2 separate regions of the Zea mays genome follow, and region 2 is linked to region 1. The links are chromatin contacts, called in public Hi-C maps. All regions are on one chromosome and are shown on one strand. The core of a region is the stretch at or near the end of the contact, and the rest is flanking DNA. Distances in the headings are between cores, read along the strand shown. Region 1 holds the start of LOC103632809 (auxin-responsive protein SAUR41). Region 2 holds the start of LOC100502415.

Region 1 (5,458 bases), core at 5-2,504:
AATGCGATCCCGTACAAGTGTTAAACTAACAGCTGGTTGCAGGGAACATGCGCAATTGTTTAGGGTTTTCGGATCTTCAGGATCGGTGGCGTCGCTCAGAGGTATGTATGTGTGTGACTGACTGACTGACAGATCAATCAATTCGAATTCACAATCGTCCAAATACCTTTTTGAGTTGCTAGACTGACAGATCAATTTGAATTCTTGACCTTACAACAAAAACGTATTTGTTGGATTCCAGCCACATCGCACAAAGGAATAATCCCTCCTCTCCAAAAAAAAAACAATACGATAAAAAAATTATAAATAGCGTGCAACACAACACCACACCACAACACCTAGTCTAGGATTTACGCACGACGCACCGCTGGTTCTTGCTCCAGCACGGTCGTCGTCGGGTGGTTCGCCGCCTCTGCGAGAATTCAAGGAACTCTGAATTAATTAACCACGTGTGACTGAATCTGAATGAGCCACTCACCACTTCCATGCCAGCCATCCCGATCACCAGACAGCTGAATTACCCACGCGTGTGCACGCACCGTCGCCGCCGCCGCCGCCGGAGAGGCCCTGGTCGTGGCGCTCGACGCACTGGAGGATGTACTTGAAGGCCTCGGTCTCGCAGGGGATGGCGAGCGCGCCTTGGTGCCGGAACCCGAACTCCTCCTCGGCCTTCTCCAGCAGCAGCCGGAACACGGGGTGCGCCAGGTAGCTGGTGGGGATCACGAACCGCCGCTGCTCGGGCCCCACGTACACGGGGCAGTAGCCCCGCGGGACGTCCGGCGGCGGCTCCGGGCTGTGGCAGCTCTCGTCGTCCGACACCGAGTCCGCCGTCTCCGTGCGCCGCAGCCGCCGCAGCACGAACGGCGGGATCGCCGGCGCCACCGCCCCCTCCGGCACGCCGGCATGGCCACGGCCCTCCTCCTCCCGCTGCTGCTGCTGCTTCGCACCCAGCGCCGTGAAATGCCACCTGTGCAGCAGCTCTCGCAGCCGCACGATCTGCTTCACGCCCGACGCCGCCTTCGCGCCGTCGTCGTCGCCCATGACGCTTGCGCGCGCACGGACAGTCGCCGTACACCTTCGCAGTGATGGTTTCTTGGATCTCTGAACAGCTTGATGAGAGCTTCCTTCGAGACGAAACAAGGGAAAGGGATGGAGAGAAGTCTGGCATGCAGGACCTGGGTAATCACGTCGTACTCGTTCGTTGTACTCCATCGATCAGCGGGTAACATGGCTAAAATAAACAAAAAGAAAAAAAGATTCCTTCGCCGCGGATTGTTTATAAAATGGCTGATTAGCTAATCGCCGGCGTGTGGCTCAAGAATGCCACCGTTTCTCTGTTTTTTTTTAAAAAAAACTTTAGATGTTTAGTTCTCTGAACTTTTTATATATTTAATTAATTTTCTGAACGGAAACAGCAAAAGCTGGATGCCTGGATGGATGTGCTGGAAATATCTCGAAGTTTTCCGCGGTTTCATACACCGTGCAGTAAGCACAAGAACGTGGTTGCATGCCTGCATAATTGTGTTGGATCGCTGCTAGTAATTAGTAGGCTATCTTCGTTATTTTCTTCCTATACCACTCCCTATTTTAAATTCTACGGTATGTTTTCCAAACATTATTTTGTACACCTATATACACGCTTCACTGAAGATAGCTTTAGAACAATGGAGCACCCAAACCAGGACGTCTACTTTTGATTTATTTGGTTGCTCCTCGGCGCTCTGGAGGGAGCCCGAGCAGAGGCCGTGACTCAAGGCCACGCCGCCACGGGGACCGAAAGAGCAACCACCATCAGGAAGGCTGGTTCCACGCTCCAAGGCCTGACAATGTGGTTATCTGAATCCTAAGGACATGATTATCTGAACGAGAGTGGAAAGTAGATAGGAGACTATAGTTATTTTTCATTAGTGTAACACGCATTCGTGTATGTGTGGGCTGGCCTATGACAGGTTACCTCAAACGATCGTTCCTCGTTATCATCGATAGGTGCTCGTCTCTTGTCGCAACAGTGGCTCGCCGGAGGCCATGAGGTGTTACACCTGGTATCAAAGCTCTCTTGTCCTCGACAAGGGAGTGGGTGACTCGGGAGCGAGAAGACTCATTAGATTATGCGGTCAACCGCTAGAGTTGAAGAAGGGACTGAGCATGGTGTAGAGAGCGAACACGACAACACTGACCACAACCTTCGGTATAGTCTCGATTGGTGTTGGAGGTGATGGTCGTGGAGTCAAGACAGAGCGAAGCTTGGTGAGAGAAGATGTTGGCCCTGGAACGACCGACAGGGAGGATGGAAGAGGTACAACAACAGTTGTTGGGGCAGATGAGGCTCATAGACGAGGTGGCAAAACAGGAGAACGAAGAGAGGCCTATTCTGGCTTGAAAGGTGCAGGAGAATGGTAAGGCGCTAGCACGTTTGAGGTTGGAGTCGATGGCGAAGGATCTGGAAGACCATACCGAGGATTCACAGCTAGATAGTTCTAGTAAGAGATGGGGAATAAAACAACCTTGGCATGCTAGGGAAAGAGTTCAGAACTTGTCGGTGGATGGACATAGGGATGTCCTTGAGAGTGTCTATGAGAATCTACAACAACATTTGTCGAAGTCATCCTTCCGAAGTTTGATGGAACTAACCCAACAATTTGGTTGGCGGAGTGAGAGGACTATTTTGGATTGTTCCAGGTTCCTGAAGCCATGAAGGTTACCAGGGCCTCAATGCATATGGAGGGCAATACTACCTATTGGTTGCAGGTAGTTAAGTTGAAGGGAGCATTGGGGAATTGTAGGAATTTATCATGAATGTTGTTGAATAAATTCAAAGCTGATGAATATCCTCAAGCAATGAGGAGGCTATTGCATCTGAGACGGAGAGGAGGTGTGGAAGAATATGTTCAGGATTTTGAAGAGGCTAGATATATATGCTACAACAATGCATAATCTAGACTTGGATGATGTATTCTTTGTTACCCAATTCATTTCTAGGTTGAAAATTGACTTGGATGAGGTGTTTTTTGTTCTTTATGTGCCCTGATATCGTTACATAACGATAGTAATATATTAAAATTTGATTAAATTAAGCATGCCATATCAACATGCATCACTAATATGTATATATGTGGATATATTATAATACACAATGACAATCATATAACAAAATTATGTTGAGGTTAGCACTTCTACCCCTCTAGGGTCTCACTTTAAACTCTATCACTTATCTTAAGTAACATGGTGCAAGTTTTAAATGATTGGGCATGCTATTTTAGTATTTAAGAAGACACTCTATGGTCTAAAATTTTACTTTATTTTTTAAAAAATAGAGTTAATGCAACTTGAGAACCAAAAAATGTATACATGTCAATGAAAATAAAATATGAAAAATCAGTAAATTAGATTCACAACTTGTATATAAGATATGAGACACAACAAAGGACCCATAGTAATAACAAGATTTCAAATTAGCTGTGTATTTAGAATATACTTATATGCATGCAAAGTAAAAAATATATGAATATAGATGAAAAATATATAAATCATTCTCTTGCAAAAAATAATTAATAAATTTATAGTAATTAGATATTGACTAAGAAGTATCTATTATGTCTAATTTGTAGAAAACAAACAGAAATAAAAACATACAATTTAGTATAAACAATTCTTTATAAGTAGATGTATCTTTTAAACAATAAATCTCTTAAAATTCTAAAACATCAATATCGAAATCTGGCTCTTTGCTAAGTGTCAAACAAAAAATGCTCAGGAAAAAACACTCAATAAAGAAGCGCTTTGCCAAGTGGTTTTTCGACACTCGGCAAAAAGCTTCTTGCCGAGTGTTAGGCCGTGTGCAGCAGTTCAACCATATGTCACCCAAAACATTGTTTTACGCTGTTGACTGCACTTTTCGCTGTGTGGAGTTTGAATATGAGTATGTCTATGGGTATGAATAAGATGCTGGAGATAGCCTTAGACAAAGAGCTTCTATGCAGAATGTTTTTTCGACACTAGGGAAAACAATTTTCATATCACATTTTGAAGTAGTACAATTTTGTTTTGATTATTTCTTCATATAACAAAATAACAAAACTTATGTATCTCTTTTGTAGTTTATGAATCTAGAAGAGATATGTATTACATTTATGAACAATGTTAGAACCACCATGTTGGCTGAACAAATGATCAAACAACCACAATAAAACTTCGTAGATCTTGAGAAGTTATATAATTTTATAGTTGGCAATTTTTTAATTTGAAGTTATCTTGTCAACAACAACTATGTTTGAATTAAAAATTCAAATTCAAGATTTCTAAACTACCTTGGATGGAAGACCAACCAAAATGATAGTTGTAGGTCTTGAAAAGTTACAAAACTTTATAGTCGACAACGTTTTTATTTGAATCATCTTGTCATGTAAAATTATGTTTGAATTTCAAATTTTGAATTTTTCAAGCAACATCGGATGGGAAACCACCAAAATGGAAGTTATAGTTGTCAAAAAGTTATTTAACTTTGTAGTTCACTACCTTTTGATTTGAAATCATATTATCATAGAAAAATATGTTTGAAGTTTTCAAATTTGAAAATCAAAATTGTAAATGACCTCGGATGAAGAAACTACCAAAATGAAAGTTATAGATCTCAAAACGTTATGCAACTTTGTAGTTTACGACTTTTGCATTTGAATTCATTTAGTGTCTGAAACAATCAATTTATACTTGGTTTGTTATAATATGTGGGAGAGAAAAACGTAATGCAGACGCAATTAATATATGGGTGAAGTGGTAGAGGAAGTTACGCGCAAGAGGAGATCAGCAATTTGAATCCCACCAGCCGCAAGCACGGTAAAAAGGGGAGAAAGATAGCAGTTATGAAGTTATAGGATTTGTTTTTTGGTTTTCTGAGTTTGGGGACTCAAGTGACGTACACAACATGCCAAGTTCGAGCACTGCTACTGTATTTTACTCGACTAGTCACACTCGGTATAGAAACTGCGCAGAGGGTGGTCCATGGGAGCTTTCTTTGTCGAGTGCCTCTAACCCAGGTGCTTGGCGAAGGCTCGGTCACCGTCACTCGTTGTCGTCACGATGACTTTACTTTGCCGAGTATCGTTGGGCACTCGACAAACTCTTTGTTGAGTGTCCGATAGAAAGTTTTCGGCAAAGAGACCGTTGCCGACATAAGATTCACCGAGTAACCTTTACCGAACATGGCACTCGGCAAAGGGTTTGTCGAGTGCTTTTGATTGTTTGTCGAGAATGCCCGTGGCACTCGGCGAAGAAGCCGTCTCCAGTATTGATCATAAACCATATTAATAGTGATGAACTAATTATTATATAGGTGGATTGTACTATCTCTGTTCACAAATATATGACGCCGTCTTTTTTCCATGACTTTTATTATTCGCTTTATTCAGACTATTTATTTGAAAGTCTAAAATTTCAATTCACGCTAAAACAACCTTAACCT
Region 2 (5,495 bases), core at 545-3,044, 300 kb after region 1:
AGTGAATTAGAAAGAGAAAAAAATCCAAACACAAGTAAGAACTCAAATTAAAAATTTCAAAGAAATGATTAATTTATTTTTGAAGATCAACCAAGTCTGATTCTTACATGGGAAAGATAACACAATAGAGTACTCACTCCATATTGCAGATCTCAATAGCTAAAACCGGATGAAAGATTAAAACTCATACAACTAGGACCTAGGCTAGGAATGACTCGAGATATAAAATTGAAGAGATGGCTAGTTGGACAACCTCATGTCTTATTTTTAGAGCTATTACACATCCCAACGTGCATCCAGTGGTCATGGGCTCTTCACGACTTTGCTTTGCCTTGACGCAAGGTTCACGATGATGCCATATACCTCCTCATGTTTCCACCAAAATTTTAATCAGGTTTTGAGACCAAAAACCAAGAAATTGTTTGCTCGATGATTTTGAGGCCCAAACCACTATACGCCTCATGAGTAGCATACATGATACACTCAGTTCATGATCTCGACACGTGTCACCGACAGCCCATGATTGCCTAATCACCAAGTCATATAATGTATTTGCTTGACTTGGTTAACATGATATGTTCCTCCATCTACCTTTTGCACTTGTTGATTCACTAGGTGTCAACCATCACGCTCATTGCTTCGGTTTCTCCAATTCCTCAATTGAAGTCTGAGCGTCCGTCCTCCACCACTCTAGTCCATCAGCATGAACTCACTTAACCTCATCTATGTGCTTCACACCTACACATCACGAGTCAAGAGTTGTATTGTACAACATTATACTCACTACATGAGGTTAGTCAACACTAAACTAAAACCAATCATCGATAATCAGTTATTGTACTTAAATACCATGGGTAAATATCAACTACATATTTATATTTTTATATTCAGTTATTAGTTATATACAATGTAGCTCGTTCAGCAAAGCACAATATTGCTACATGGCACCACACAAAGGTATTAACATTAGATACCTTTGTGTTATATCACTTTTTTGTTACTATTATGCTCAGCAAAGTTTTTTTTATAGTTCCATGCAATACCATGGTATTTAACAAGACTTTGATATTTTATACAGAAAGATGTTTGGTAAATGTTTTAAAAACTATATATTAAAAACCACATTATTATGAATACTATAGTAAAACCATAGTATTGAAAAATTTGGTCTAGACCAATGTCTTTCCTTGTTGCGTGTGAAACTATGGTATTGCAAAATTATGGTATTGAAATATTTTGTTTATGATATAGCATTAAAAAAATTAGTATTGTAAAACTGTGGTATTAAAAAACTTTGCTTCTAAACAGATGCTACATGATATCAGTTTATTTAATGACTATAAAACTATTACGAAACTTTGTAACCTTATTGAGGCTGACCTTAGCAAATCTGTATCTACTCGCACCATAATCCGCCAATCCGAAACGACCCTTCCTTTGCGTGTTTGAAGCTCACCACTCACACCATAAACAGTGGACCATGCTGGATTTTGGTCTGATTTTGCCAACAAGGAACGCGCCGCGCCGCACTGACCACCGCATCTCGCTCGTTTGGAAGCGTCTGTCTGAGGTTCTCCAAATCCACATCAGACCAGCCCACCGACCGCGTCTCCCACGTCCGAACCGAGCACCGCATCGCAAACTCGTGGCGCATGGAGCTTCGTTTTGGGGTGTGCCGCACCCACCCACCCACCCAGCCCAGCCCAGTCACAGCCTTGCCTCCAAAAAGCGCTGCTCGCTTCGGCACTCGTTGATAAAGCGGCTAGCCGAGCGCCGTGGCAGAACCGCGGAACGCAATAGCCAATAGGTAGCGGAGCACCGCACCGCGAAGCAAACGAGAGGGGAAAAAAAAGCACGAGGAGGCCGCGCCCGCGAAGGAATCACTTGCCCGGGCGTGGGCCGCCCACCGGCCACCGCCCAGCCGCTGCCGCAGTGCCGCCCGCCTGCCTGCCTGCCTGGTGCGGTGGTGCCTGCCCACGGGAACGGGATAGCTGGCTGACGGACGCATTGCGGAGCGGACTGGGAGACTACGGGTAAGATAATAAAAGGGCCAGGCGTGGCGGGGCGCAACCACCGCTGTGCCTCGGAGAGGAGGACAGCTCTCGCGCCGCGGCTGCCGCCATGTGGACGCCGTCGCGCGGGAGCAACGCCCGGCGCAGCGGCCACCGCCGCATCGCGGACTACCTGGCGGACGACCAGACCACCACCACAGCCACCGACGCCTCCGACAACGAGTCCTACACTACCGCCTATGGGGAGGAGTTCTTCGCCGCCGCCGCCGCCGGGAGCGGCGGCGCCGGCGGCATGCTGCCGGCATTCCTGGCGGACCAGGGGGACCTGGTGGAGGTCATGCTGGAGCTGGACGAGGAGTCCATGGTGGTGCGCAGCGTCACGCCCACCAGCGCGGCGCTCTACGGCGCCGCCTCCCTCCCGGCGCCGCCGTCCGCGGGGGTCCTCGGGGTGTCGCCGTCGCCGCGCCGCGCGCCTTCGGAGGGCGGCGGCCGCCTGAGCCGGTGCTCGTCGACGTCGTCGCGGATACGGAAGAAGTTCGCGTGGCTCCGGTCGCCGTCGCCCTCCCCGTCCCCGTACCGCCCCACGCCCGCCGAGCTTCAGCGGGAGGCCGCCATGGCGGCGCGCGAGCGGCGGCGGGAGCAGGCGCAGCTCAACCGGTCCCGCGCCGGCGCCAGGCGCGCGCTCAAGGGCCTCCGCTTCATCAGCCGCACCACGGGCTCCGTCGAGGCCGCCGAGCTCTGGCGCCGCGTCGAGGAGCGCTTCAACGACCTCGCCCGCGAAGGGCTGCTCTCCCGCGACGACTTCGGCGAATGCATCGGTACGGCCACACTCGACGCCGCTGCTGCTTCTTGCCTGCAGTTCACATTGTTATCCTCCGCACACGCGAGGAAACAGCTCGATCCTACTGTAATTGCGACGTCCTTATCCGCGATCTTATGGCGCTCCACGCCCAAACTGCAGGAATGGTGGACTCCAAGGAGTTCGCGGTGGGCATCTTCGACGCGCTGGCGCGGCGGCGGCGGCAGAACCTGGAGCGGATCACCAAGGAGGAGCTCTACGACTTCTGGCTCCAGATCTCCGATCAGAGCTTCGACGCGCGGCTCCAGATCTTCTTCGACATGTACTGAGCTAAATTTCACGCGCCCCCATTTCTCTTCCTTTCCCCGGGTCCCAAGTAAAGTAACGTCACAAATCGATCCGTCCCAATTCCCGGTGCGTGCGCACCTGCACTACGCTTTGCGCCCCCGCAGATTCTTGACAGTAAGCTTTCTTCTCCTTCTGGTGCCGTTCTCGGTCCCAAATTCAGGGTGGACACCAACGTGGACGGGAGGATAACGAGGGAGGAAGTACAGGAGGTGACTTTTCTAATGCTCTTCACTCCTCTCTGCATCTCTGTGTTTAGTTCAAACTGCCAGCCCCAAAAGAAAGTAGAGCACCATTAGAACCTTCTTGTGGGCACCCTGCTCTGATTACCAAACCGCTGCTTCCAGTACCAGTGCAGTGTACCATACATACTGATCTTGTTTAATTAATTAAACCTACTTACTATTTACTGCGGTAAACTATCCACGTGCTCCGCCGCTAATCCAGCGAGATGTTTGGCTTGGTCTCCCTCCTGCCACCGCAGCTGATCGTGCTCAGCGCGTCGGCCAACAAGCTGGCAAAGCTCAAGGAGCAGGCGGAGGAGTACGCGTCGCTCATCATGGAGGAGCTCGACCCGGAGAAGCTTGGCTACATTGAGGTACGTACGCGCGCGGGCCGTATGCCCTACGGGCTACTGTCTTTTTGACCAGGGGAAATTTGGGGGGGTACGTACGCGTGCTGCCGCCGGACTGACACGTGTGCTGCCTCTTCCCTGTCTTGCCAGCTGTGGCAGCTCGAAGCGCTGCTGCTCCAGCGCGACACCTACATGAACTACAGCCGCCCGCTGAGCACGGCCAGCGGGGCCCAGTGGAGCCAGAACCTCGGCGTCGGCGGCGCGCTGACGATAACAGGGGGAGGAGGAGACGGCGGCTGCGGCGTGGACGGCGACCACCCGGGGCCTCCGCGCGAGCGTCGCCGGAGCTGGGGCGTGCGGAAGGCGGCGGCGCGGGTGCGCGTGGCGGCGGAGGAGAACTGGCGCCGCGCCTGGGTGCTGGCGTTGTGGTTCGCGGCCATGGCGGCGCTGTTCGTGTGGAAGTTCGTCCAGTACCGGCGCATGGCGGCGTTCCAGGTGATGGGGTACTGCCTCCCCACGGCCAAGGGCGCCGCGGAGACGCTCAAGCTCAACATGGCGCTCGTGCTGCTCCCCGTCTGCCGCAACACGCTCACGTGGCTCCGCTCCTCCTGGGCCCGCTTCTTCGTCCCCTTCGACGACAACATCACCTTCCACAAGGTAAATTACGAGCGGACTCTACTACTGTACTGTGTACTCCATGATGTCCGTGCAAGCTCCCCACCGCCAGCCGCTTCCGCAAATATCGTCGCGTCCGACGTGGCGAGCCACCTACCCACGGTAGATTCGTCGCCCATGATGGTAAGTAACATCCAAGCGGTCGACGACGACTCACGGGTAGTCACTTGCGGTAAATATTCCGGCGGCCGATGGGTCGGTGGTTAGTTCGGCCGTCGCCGTCGGAGACGAGGCGCGGAGGCCGTGTCGTACGCGGCGGGAACGTGGCGTCCAATGATTGGCCGCCCACGTAGGGGGGGTCCCGGATCCCGTGTGGAAGGGCCGCTGCCGGCCGAAGGCTGCTCCGGACCCATGTGGTAGCTTGAGACTTTGGGCTTACTATACACCCATACTACTACTACATGTGCAGCGTACTCATCTACGGTGGGTTCCCCAGATACGCAGGCGGTAGGCCAAGTCTCCATCACATGTTCCGTACTGCACTGCGGGCAGCGGCGCGGACACGCGGTCTAATGATTCTGTCCCGGCGGTAAGTGGGGCCGTACGGCACAGAAGATCCCTTGCCCACGGTTGGGACAAGTGCGTGTGCGTGCTGCCAAAGCCCAGCGCAGTAGTAAGGGTCCAGTCAAAAGTCAGAGCCGCTTCCCGGTCGGTGAAAGTTGGCACGGACCGAGAATTGTCTCTGCAGGCGGGCCACAAGTGTCCCAGTCGCTGCTGGGTCCCCAGCAGCGGTGCCGGGTTGTTCTCTGGAAAGTAACCGTGGAGGGCACTGTCAGTCACGGTAACGACTCGTCGTGACCGAAGCAAAGACAATGACGTGCGTTTGCGTCCACTTTCACTGCCGTAATTGCAGCAGCTGTGAAAATTTTCCAAGAAACTTGATCAACTAAATATGCTTTTATTTCATTTCCTCTGATTCAGATGATCGCGACGGCGATCGTGGTGGGGATCACGCTGCACGCGGGGAACCACCTGGCGTGCGACTTCCCGCGGGTGATCGCGGCGAGCCCGGAGGAGTACGCGCTCGTCGCGGGCGCGTTCGGCGCGGACAAGCCGACGTACGCGGGGCTCCTGTCGGGCACGGAGGGCG

Evidence for each region. A called contact is a pair of places that touch in the nucleus more often than the background predicts.
Region 2: a contact with region 1 is called in a Hi-C map of ear, with 1.6 times the contacts expected there. The contact joins the promoter of LOC100502415 here to the promoter of LOC103632809 in region 1. A contact is called at or near these places in 5 of 25 Hi-C or Micro-C datasets (bundle sheath, ear, leaf and 1 more).

The regions. Positions count from the first base shown.
Region 1 is chr7:126,073,670-126,079,127 of Zm-B73-REFERENCE-NAM-5.0, forward strand. LOC103632809 (auxin-responsive protein SAUR41) reads right to left here and starts at 1,255. Exons shown (of 2, transcript XM_008654541.4): 1 at 540-1,255; 2 at 127-412. The coding sequence starts at 1,212. The coding sequence ends at 351.
Region 2 is chr7:126,370,188-126,375,682 of Zm-B73-REFERENCE-NAM-5.0, forward strand. It overlaps LOC100502415, which reads left to right and starts at 1,795. Exons shown (of 14, transcript NM_001365550.1): 1 at 1,795-2,830; 2 at 2,974-3,133; 3 at 3,320-3,368; 4 at 3,641-3,754; 5 at 3,881-4,387; 6 at 5,327-5,495. The coding sequence starts at 2,122.